Regions from separate parts of the Sus scrofa genome. Here all the other regions are linked to region 3. A link is a contact called in public Hi-C and targeted proximity ligation data. All regions are on one chromosome and are shown on one strand. The core of a region is the stretch at or near the end of the contact, and the rest is flanking DNA. Distances in the headings are between cores, read along the strand shown. Region 1 overlaps MAP4K4 (mitogen-activated protein kinase kinase kinase kinase 4). Region 2 overlaps MAP4K4 (mitogen-activated protein kinase kinase kinase kinase 4). Region 3 has its middle 43 kb from the start of RFX8.

Region 1 (3,179 bases), core at 524-3,023, 280 kb after region 3:
CTTTGCCCATGATTATTTCTCAAAGGCTCTCCATGGACAAGGCAGAGCCGCAAAACCCCCCTCGCTCGAAGGTTCCATGTTGGCTCGGAACAGGTCAAATGGTTTAAGCTTTAAAACCAGATTGAATGAGAGCTGCCGCTTTGCATTTCAGCTCCAGGTTTATCAGAGGGCTTTTTGTTTCATCATCTTTTTGATGTAGTTTTACTCAAAAGAAGTTAAAAAGATGCTTTCCTTTGGAAAACCTGGCCAACCAAGAATATCTGAAGAAACTAAGTAATTGCTATTTAAAGCACAGAAACTTGTGTTTACCAGTTAGTGGAATGTAAAGTTTTTTATTGCCAGTGATAGAAATGGTTGAGTTCTTAGGTCCTAAGTGTTTATTGTAAGCGATGTGCTGGTGAAAACCCAACTGTTCTTTTTGCTTCTGCATGGAACAAGCAAAAGATACAGAATAAGAGATTTTAGCTCAGTCTGCCTGGAAGAGGAGAGGCCACAGAAACACAGCTGGGAGGTGGCTCAGTTTCTGTGTGAGGTTGTTCCTGGAGCCCTGAGGCAGGGGAAGTGGTTTGCTGGCTTTTAGAAGGCAGAGGCCCTCCACCTGATTGCAGACCATTTGGCGGCAGAAGAGCATAGTGTCAGTGCAGAAGTCTTATAAAAAAGTGTGAAGGCATTATGCTAGCAAGCAACAGGCAGCTTTATAGGAGGGTAGTTGTAGGTGTTAGACCTGACCGAAGATGTCCTAGCCATTAAACTCGTAGCTTCTGAACACCAGGATGGTTCTGGTTCTCTGTTCTTCTTACAACCCCACCTCACCCACAGGGGAGTGTTTTGCATTGAAATCTAAGAGTAGACAGTGGGGGGAGCACCCCCAAACTTGAAGTGTATGGAATAAGAGAGGAGGCGGGGCCAGAAGCTGACTCTAGAGAATGATGGTGATGTAGCCATCACCTCAGGGGCCTGCTGCCGACCCCGTGTTCCCTGTGTGAGACACAGCTCCCCGTTGCTCAGGAAGTCAGTTTTAAGCATCTGCCTTCAGAACGAATGCTGGGTAGGGTTGGGGTGGGGGTGGGGCTCAGGAGGAGTACTTTGACTGTAATAAATAACTATTTTGTATACCTATCATGAATATTTTGGTCTAATATCTCCAGTGGCTTTGCCCCAAACTTTCTCATTTATTAGTAGTTAATCTCTGTCACATTAAAGTTTGTGATGCTGGCTTCCTGTGTCTTGAGAAATTGGATGGCTGTGCTTTCTCTAGAGCTGTGCTGTAGACTGTTTAACTTCGGTGAAATAAAATTCAAAACTCCGCTCCTTCCTTGTGCTGGTCCCATTGCAGGTGCTCGGTCACAGCGAGGGGCCAGTGGTTGCTGTACTGAGCGAGCCCTTCCCCAGCTGGGATCTGAGGGCCCATACTGCACGTTCACAGGAGGAGGGGTTGGTTGATTTTATATTCAGCACCCAGATGTGGGCCCAGTGTCACTTTTATGACACCCTGTACTCTGGGGCTGGTAGAAGGGCTGGGATCTGGGCGAGTTTGGTAATGAGATGCAGGATGGCATATGCTGTGCAGTGACAGGCAGAGTGGCCTCAGACCTGGGGGCTTAGAGGCCGGCGACACCAGGCAGTCGCTTCATTTTTCCAAGCCTGTTTTCTCCTCTTCGAAGTAGGAGGGAAGGACCTGCTTCCTAGGTTTGTTAGGGGAACTCCAGTGGGTGAAGAGGTGGAAGGAAGACCGCTGTGTCCTTAGCGTGCACGCACGTGCTCGGGTGGTTTCCTCAGTCGCGGTGAGATCACTGCGTCTCTTATTCGCGTTGGTGTCAGTTCCTCTTGCCCTCATATGCTTCTTTTGTTGCCTTATTTTTCTTTGCCCTGTTTTTCTTTGCCCGATCTATTGTCCTGTATCCATTTCTCGTCTTTTTCTTCTGACTTAAGGGCCCTGGATAGCTTGTTAGTAGGATTTGAGGATAGAGGGTTCCCTGTCCTTCGTTGCTGTGGTTCAGTGAAGAATGGGGCATGACTGAGAGCAGAATGGAACCAAGCTCTGACTGGTGCTTAGGAAGCTGGTCCATGTGGACCGGTGGAGGTGGGCCTGCGAGGTCCCCCCCGTTAGCGTCTCCCTGCAAGCCGAGGCTAGGGAGTCTGCTGATTGTGTCTGTCCCCGCATAGCAACAAAGGAGAGAGCGCGAAGCCAGAAGGCAGCAAGAACGTGAGCAGCGGCGACGCGAGCAGGAGGAGAAGCGGCGTCTGGAGGAACTGGAGAGAAGGCGAAAGGAAGAGGAGGAGAGGAGACGGGCAGAGGAGGAGAAGAGGAGAGTCGAGAGGGAACAGGTTAGTTTGTCCTCAAAGAATGTTCCCGCCACAACTCCTGACCTCTGTCACTTTGCAGACTTGGGGGGTTGGGGGCAGAAAGCTCACCCGGGATCAGGACTTCAGAGCTTTGAACGTGCAGAAGTGCAGCTGGAAACATTCAAGTCAGTAAGTGGACTCTCTTGTCTCTACAAACAGATACATATGAATCATGACACTTTAGAAACCTCTCGAAACCAGCTGAGTGGTCTCCACTAGTCTGATGCTTGAAGGATCTTCTCGGGTTTGGCTTAAGTGCTTCAAACCTCAAATATCTGGATGATAGTGAACTTTTTTTTTTTTTTTTTCTTCAATGAAATTTGAAACCAAGTGTAAGACGTTTCCCATGAGAAATATTTGAAGTATCCAGTGACTAAAGAGGATTTTTCCTCACCACGTATTTTGGATGTGCTTATGTGTTTTCTGTGTTAGAGAGATGTGTCATTCTCTTCTTGTTGAAAACATGTCATGTCCGTGTCCCTCCCAGCCCCGCCTTTGGAGACCCAGCCCTCTCAGTCACCAAGGGCTTGGGGCTGGTTCATTTGTGAGAATTTCCCAGACCAGAGCTGGCAGAATGTAATTGTTCTAGGTATCTTTTGTTTGATCTCAGAAAATACAATTCATATTCGTTTTATTTAATATTAAGCAGGTTTTGGTTTGGGGTTTTAAAAACTGGTCCTTCGTGCTTGGTATAAATAGTGGTTAGTCAGCAGACAGCTATTAACAAGAACACTCTGGTTTCCTAGCTGAGCTTTGGAGTGCTCTGCACTTAGCATCTCTAAGAGGAACAGCAAAGTCCTTTAAACCCTTGCACTTGTATATATAACATCTGT
Region 2 (3,033 bases), core at 394-2,893, 260 kb after region 3:
CTCTAGTGGCAAAATGTCCTTGTCCCTTGTGGATATTAGATTCAGGTGCTGCTCAGTTAAGCTCTTAGACGGTCGATCGTCACTGGCGTATAGGCCTCAGACGCCAATAGAGTAGCTCTCGTGGGCTGGCCCACCAAGGCCTCTAGACCCCAAGACTCACCAGCGAAACCACGTGTTCCTTCCAGCCCATGTCCACACTCAGCATGCACATGGAGGCTTTGAGTTTTCCTAGAAACCAGCCTCGTGCACACTGAGTAAGGGCACGAGCGGCCTTGCCCAGCTGGCACTGAAGGACAGCCTTTGATGGCTTCTTTGTTCTGTGACCTCTTATGATGGAGCCATAGGAGAACGTTTCCTGGTTTTGAACATGGATCCCTTTGCTCTTGGGTAGGTGCTTACTGTGTGTTGCATTTTCATCTCTGCTGAGGAGGAGCAGTGGTGGCTTACGTATTGTCAAGGAGGAGCACACTCCCATCCTCCTGGGTCCTTCTTGCAGGAAGCACGTGTCCTCCTTCACAATGATCACAGCTCAGGGTCACGTGGAGTGAGAGCCGTCAGACACAGGCAGCATCCACTCCCCGGCTTGGTAGCCTCGGGACAGAAATTCCTCGAAAGGAAGCAGAGTACATGCAGGCCACACTTGAGAAGATGTGGCTGCTTAATGTTTGCTGCTGAGATAATTCTAGAAAAGTGTAAGAAAGGGGTTTGTGAAAGAGAATAAAAAGTGAACTGAAGGAAGACAGTAGGAATGAGGGAAGCTGCAGTGTGTCCCCCCCACCACCACCTCCTGCATTATGCTGGATGGGGGGACTTTCTTTCCCACTCTAGCACGGAGCTGCCATGTGCTTTCGGTGCTTTGTGGTATGACACCACCCAGCCGGGGAGGTGGGAAAGGACACTGAGCCATCAGGTAGGCTCTGTTCTATTTCAAAGCAGATAGTAAATGATTTTAGAGACCCTCCGTGTTAGGGAAATTAGTGTTCTAGGGCAGCCATTGTGTTTAATTCATATCCTTCAAAGTAATAATAACAATAAAACCCCACAAAAAATTAAACTGGAAAAATCAAACTCTTATTTCTGGTCAACCCTTTTTTGCACTGTGGCATTTTGGAGTTAATAGGCTGCTTGTATCTGAAGGAGGCAGGCTATAGATTTGGCTTCTCGAGCTAAAGATAGAGCCAGTGCATGAGTTGTGAGAATGACGGCTTTTTGTCTTTCTGGCCATATTTGGAGGCGAACTCCCACCACCTCTCATCAGAGGCATGCTCTGGGCTTCCTTCCAGATACAGGGGCATCAGAAAGTGCTCCATGCCCAGTAGGATTTACATCCTTGGGAAAGAAAGATACTTTATTTAAATATAAAGCTCTTTTGATGGCAGAATTGTTTTACACGTGGGGTGGATCACTAGTTAGCAATTTTTTTTTTGCTCTTTGGTGGGAAAACCAGGCAGGGTTCAAGGGCTAGACTTTAAAGCCCACCTTCCCTTTGGCTTTCTCCCGGGGCACATGTAGTTCATATAGGCCCCCTGATCACCCACTGCAAGACAGGCATGCAGAGTGGGAAAGGAACCACCCTGTACACAAATAGCCCAAATTACAGCAGCGACGTTGCAAACCGTCATCTAAAAGCCAGTCTTCAGGGAGCAGCAGGAAAGTGGTCACCCCTCCCCCACCCAGGCCCCGCCTCACTGGGATGGGGGTGCCTCTCTCTGCTTGGGGGCGTCACTGGTGATTGTTCCTGGAAATGCACTGACATTGAATTGTACGTTCTCAGGACGGTTCGCAGAGACTTTTGGCCTGTGTGTGCATTCAGTTATTTATACTCAGAGTGACAAAGAACCAAATCCAGATCTGTCTTTCTTGCTCAGGGACTGGCACATCTCCACATCCATCACGTGATTCACCGGGACATCAAGGGCCAGAATGTATTGCTGACGGAGAACGCAGAGGTGAAACTTGGTAGGTGATGGGCTCGCCACGTAGTCCGGTGCATGCCCCCCGGCCAGCAGCCTCCGCGCTGTGAGCGTTAGCGGAGAACGCTGGCGCTCCCCACAAGGTGCTTCTGTCTTGTGCAAGAGGTGGGAGCTGGGCTCCCTGAGTGGCCCGGCTGCCAGACCCCTTCCCCATGCTCCTGGCTCACCCAGAAGTCCCTCCTGGGGGATCGCAGTTGGGAAGTTCGGGGGCGGGGGTGGCGGTTTCCAGGCTTCCCGGAAACTTTCAGGCTGGTGGAGCGACTTGCTGGCTCTACTCTGGAGAGGAGGCTCCTCACCGTGTGGGGGAAAGCTCGAGTGTCTACACAGGTTTACTCTCAAGGCCCCTGTTCTGACATTTCTCCACCTGCTTCCTCCTTGTGTTCACTGTGCACCTCTTCCTATCCTTCACTGCCACAGTGGACTTTGGCGTGAGCGCACAGTTGGACAGGACGGTGGGGAGGAGGAACACGTTCATAGGCACCCCCTACTGGATGGCCCCCGAGGTCATTGCCTGTGACGAGAACCCTGATGCCACCTACGACTACAGGGTAAGGTGCTGGCCCTGCCGTTCCGGGTGGGGGCGGGGAGGGTCTCTGCCTTGGCATGTGTCCTTTTTGTCCCCGCCCCCTGTGCTGTATCAGTGAGAACTGCCGGGGCACATCTGCTGGGACAGTATTTTGAGCTTGTTTTGGTCCATTCTACATCACCTCCGTTTTGTCACTAAGTGAGATGCTGCTTTGATGGCAGGGCAGGCTGTGGGGGTCACTCTGCTGTTTGTAGAAATTTTTGTCCAGAGCAAATTAAATGCTTCTGCCCTGTTTGCTCTTCTTTTTATCTTGAAGAGTAGATTATAATCAGATATTATTTTAAAGATATTGTCAGTATAAAGCAATGGCTTCATCTGTATGAACTTTGTTGTTGAAGAGCATTGCAGCTTTGTCTTGGTCCCAAGTCTATTTAAACTGTTAGAGTGACCTCTAGGGACTGGTATCAGTAATGCACCTTTTGATCCTGATGTAAACTCCCTCTTGGTCAGACTCAGGTTGAATGTGTTTATGGA
Region 3 (3,277 bases), core at 126-2,625:
AAATATTGGGGGTCCTAGGCACAGAGCCTACCATAGGGAGTAGGCAGTCTTCATGGATCTTATGGGCTGCAAATAACCCAATAATGAATAGTGATTTACTGTGGCTTGTCTAGTCCTCTGACAGAGGTGAGTCCAGAAGAGGGGCACAGAAACTAGTCCAGGAGGTCTGCAAAGAATGAAGCTGCTTGTAACTGAATGAGGAGTTAAGTTTCTGCTGCTGCAGAGCAGACATGCCCTCTGTCACCACCCCCCCACACACACACACACTTACAGATAAATGCAGCCCTTCCTTCCAAGGGCCAGTGAGAGCAGGAAGACACTGAGTTGGCTGAGGATTTGAATGCAAATCCTAGGATAAAACATTCACGAGGTGAAGGCTTATGATTCATACTCTTGGGTTCACTTTGTGGTCAAACCAAAGAAGAAGAAAAAAATCTGGGGAATTTGAAAAAAGACAGGTATCTGGAATGGATTAACTAGTTGGGTTTTTTCCCCCTTTTTCTTAAAAAAAAAAATGTAAATACTGTCAGACACTCAAGAGACCCCAGACTATCAGAAAATTCATACATGGCAGAGATAACAAAGCTGGGTGCCCCTAGAGGGAACTCTTGCCATTCCAAAAAGTCCCACCATTTTCTCCCTCTCCCACCCGCTCCCATGGACCAAATCTTCTCATCCTTTAAGGACCATTCTCAAATCTCCTGGAACTACACAAAGCAAACCTTCAGCAGTGGTTCCCTGCTAAGAATGGAAAGGCAGGGGGGTGAGTTTTTTCAAGTTTTATAAGTCTGTATTATTTTGTTTAAATAACCCAAGAGAAAGTCACATGGAAAAAAAATTCCTCCTCCCCATGGAAGCTTCTCTGATTCTGCTGCAGAGGGACCTCACAGTGGCCTCACACCTTACTGCCCCCTCCCATTATCTAACTTTCCACCCCTGAGTCTCTTCTCTCCGTCTAGACCACAGGTCCTGGCTGGAGCTGTTTGTAGTTCGCACAGGCCTGGCTCACACGCTGGGAATTCAAGTAATTGTTGCTGAGTGAATAAAAACTTGTAATGGGGGCACTTCGGTTTATGGGACTCACGGTTTGCTTTCCGTGGGGTATGTTAGACATTCATACCTTTAACTGAGTCCCCAACTTTGGGCAGTTGGGAGAGGTAAGGACTATTTTTCGTTCCCCTCTGGTTTCCACACAGCCTCATCAGGAAGAGGCCGGCCCATCCCCCGCCGCCTCCGAATTGCGAAATGACTGGACACCGAGCTGATCGGGGTTAAGGAGCCAGCGCTTGTCCTGAAGGGCCCCCGCTGTCCTCCCTGTGGGACTGGGAAAGGGTCTCTCCACCCCCGCTGCGCATTTTCCCCCGCGGATCCACTAGGTGGCCTGCGAAGAACACTGAGCAGGAGGAGGCCCCCAGGTGGCAGAGGACACGCTTCCTGCTTATCAGTTCCTTTGTTTGCTTTGCCTTTTGCACCCTTTGTCCCCATCCTCGAAGGATCACTAATTTAAAAGGAATCACTTGGGGATTTGAGAGAGGGGACAGTGCTGTGTCAGAGTTGAAAGCTTGAGGCTTCAGGCAGAGATTTGTGATTGTTAGCAGACTGATAGCCTGCAGTGTCTGCATCATAACAGAACTCTGTCTGCCTGGGAAGAAATGAACAGTGAAATAAAGCTCAGGGCCTATAGGTACTGAATAGACCAATAGACGAGTTAACTAAAGAGAAAAGGCAAGACCTAGGATGGGTGGGGGTGGGATGGAGTGGGCTCCTTCCTGCATGGCTGGTGCCATGTGTGTAGACTTCAGGCTTTTGTGAAACCATGTGGCTTCAGAGAAGAGCCATAAAATAACTCCGGTGCTTTAGCCAGAAACTTTCCTCTGAGGAAAAACCTAAAAGTTGGGGGAAAAGTGGCCGGAATAAAAATGTTTGGATCAGAAAACTTGGCGCAACAGTAGGGAGTGACTTAGTCAACTGCATAAGTAGAACATGCAGGCGTTAAAAATGGTAGAAAATGTCAGCTCTGTTATGTGCAGTTTTGTTTAGTTAAAGAGGAATTTTCAGGAGTTCCCATTGTGACTAGTGAGTTAAGGACCTGGTGTTGTCTCTTTAAGGATGTGTGTTCCATCCCTGGCCTCACTCAGTAGGTTAAGGATCTGGCGTTGCTGTGAACTGCAGTGTAGGTCACAGATGTGGCTCGGATCCCTCACTGCTGTGGCTGCTGTGGCGTAGGCCGGCAGCTGTGGCTCTGATTTGACCCCTGGCCTAGAAACTTCCAAATATGCCACAGGTGCGGCCCTAAAAAAAATGAATTTTCTATTTTAGGGAATGAAATTAAGGGTGAGTTACTTTCTTCAAAATGAGAACCTTACATAGACAACCAAGTGTCCCCAGATAGGAGTCAAAACAAAAGTAAACTCAGTAGCGCCTCCCACCGAGACCCCAGGAGGACGTGGGCCGTCTGCAGATGATTTGCGGCATGGGTGTTGGAGCAAGCCTTGGTCTGGCGGAGCTGCTATGGCAGAGCGCTGCTGGCTGGGTAGTTAAAACAGCAGGAGCTTCTTTCTCACAGTTCTGGAGACCAAGAAGGCCAAGACCCAGTGCTGGCAAAGCTGGGATCCTTATCAGGGCTCCCTCCCGCCCTTGCCCAGAGCCATCTTCTTCCCATGTCCCTCTGGGGCAGAGAGAGGGGCTCTGGTCTCTTCTTATAAGGGCACTAACCCCATCATGGGAGGGGGAGGTATCCTCAGGACCTCATCAAACCTAGCGAGCTCCCAGCACCCCTGCTTCCAAACACCATTACACTAGGGATTAGGGCTTTGGCATGGGAATTTGGAGAGGACAGGAGAAGAGGCAATTCCACTGGCAGATGTTAGGCCGTGCATGGAAATAGCCCAGGCCAGGGGAAGGCCAGTGAGCGGTTCTTCTGTGGGACTCACTGGGTGTAGTTGTGGCTCTGGGGAGAGAGGCCGGGCACTGAGGGGCTGGCCTGCCCTGGCACAGATGAACTACATTCTACTCAGACTGCTTCAGGGTCAGTCAGTCACAGGCTTGTCACTCAGACCTAACATGTGACACCTGCATTCTAACTACTGCACAGTTACATGCTGCACCATTTTGTATACAGCTTGGGGCCCACAGGCTTGAACTCCTGCAGGACACAGTCTGGTGACCATAAGGAAAACACAGGTGATAAGGCAGCATTCCATCAGATGCCAAGGTCCCACATGGGAGATGTCTCTGGTGTCCTTTCCAAGCAGTAGAAACGGCAGTACCGGCTATT

The links. Hi-C and Micro-C count contacts between places; a contact is called where the count stands out from the background.
Region 1: a contact with region 3 is called in a targeted proximity ligation map of alveolar macrophages. A contact is called at or near these places in 3 of 47 Hi-C or Micro-C datasets (blood and omental adipose tissue) and 2 of 2 datasets of targeted methods (alveolar macrophages and skeletal muscle).
Region 2: a Hi-C map of alveolar macrophages shows a contact between it and region 3, with 3 times the contacts expected there. A contact is called at or near these places in 1 of 5 promoter capture datasets (liver), 18 of 47 Hi-C or Micro-C datasets (alveolar macrophages, blood, embryonic fibroblasts and 9 more) and 2 of 2 datasets of targeted methods (alveolar macrophages and skeletal muscle).

The regions. Positions count from the first base shown.
Region 1 is chr3:52,519,200-52,522,378 of Sscrofa11.1, reverse strand. It overlaps MAP4K4 (mitogen-activated protein kinase kinase kinase kinase 4), which reads left to right. Exons shown (of 29, transcript XM_021087163.1): 13 at 2,167-2,328. Among named protein-coding and RNA genes, the nearest start is that of IL1R2, 120 kb to the right of the region's middle.
Region 2 is chr3:52,540,276-52,543,308 of Sscrofa11.1, reverse strand. MAP4K4 (mitogen-activated protein kinase kinase kinase kinase 4) reads left to right here. Exons shown (of 29, transcript XM_021087163.1): 6 at 1,869-1,959; 7 at 2,391-2,521. Among named protein-coding and RNA genes, the nearest start is that of MAP4K4, 110 kb to the left of the region's middle.
Region 3 is chr3:52,796,694-52,799,970 of Sscrofa11.1, reverse strand. No RefSeq gene overlaps it. Among named protein-coding and RNA genes, the nearest start is that of RFX8, 43 kb to the left of the region's middle.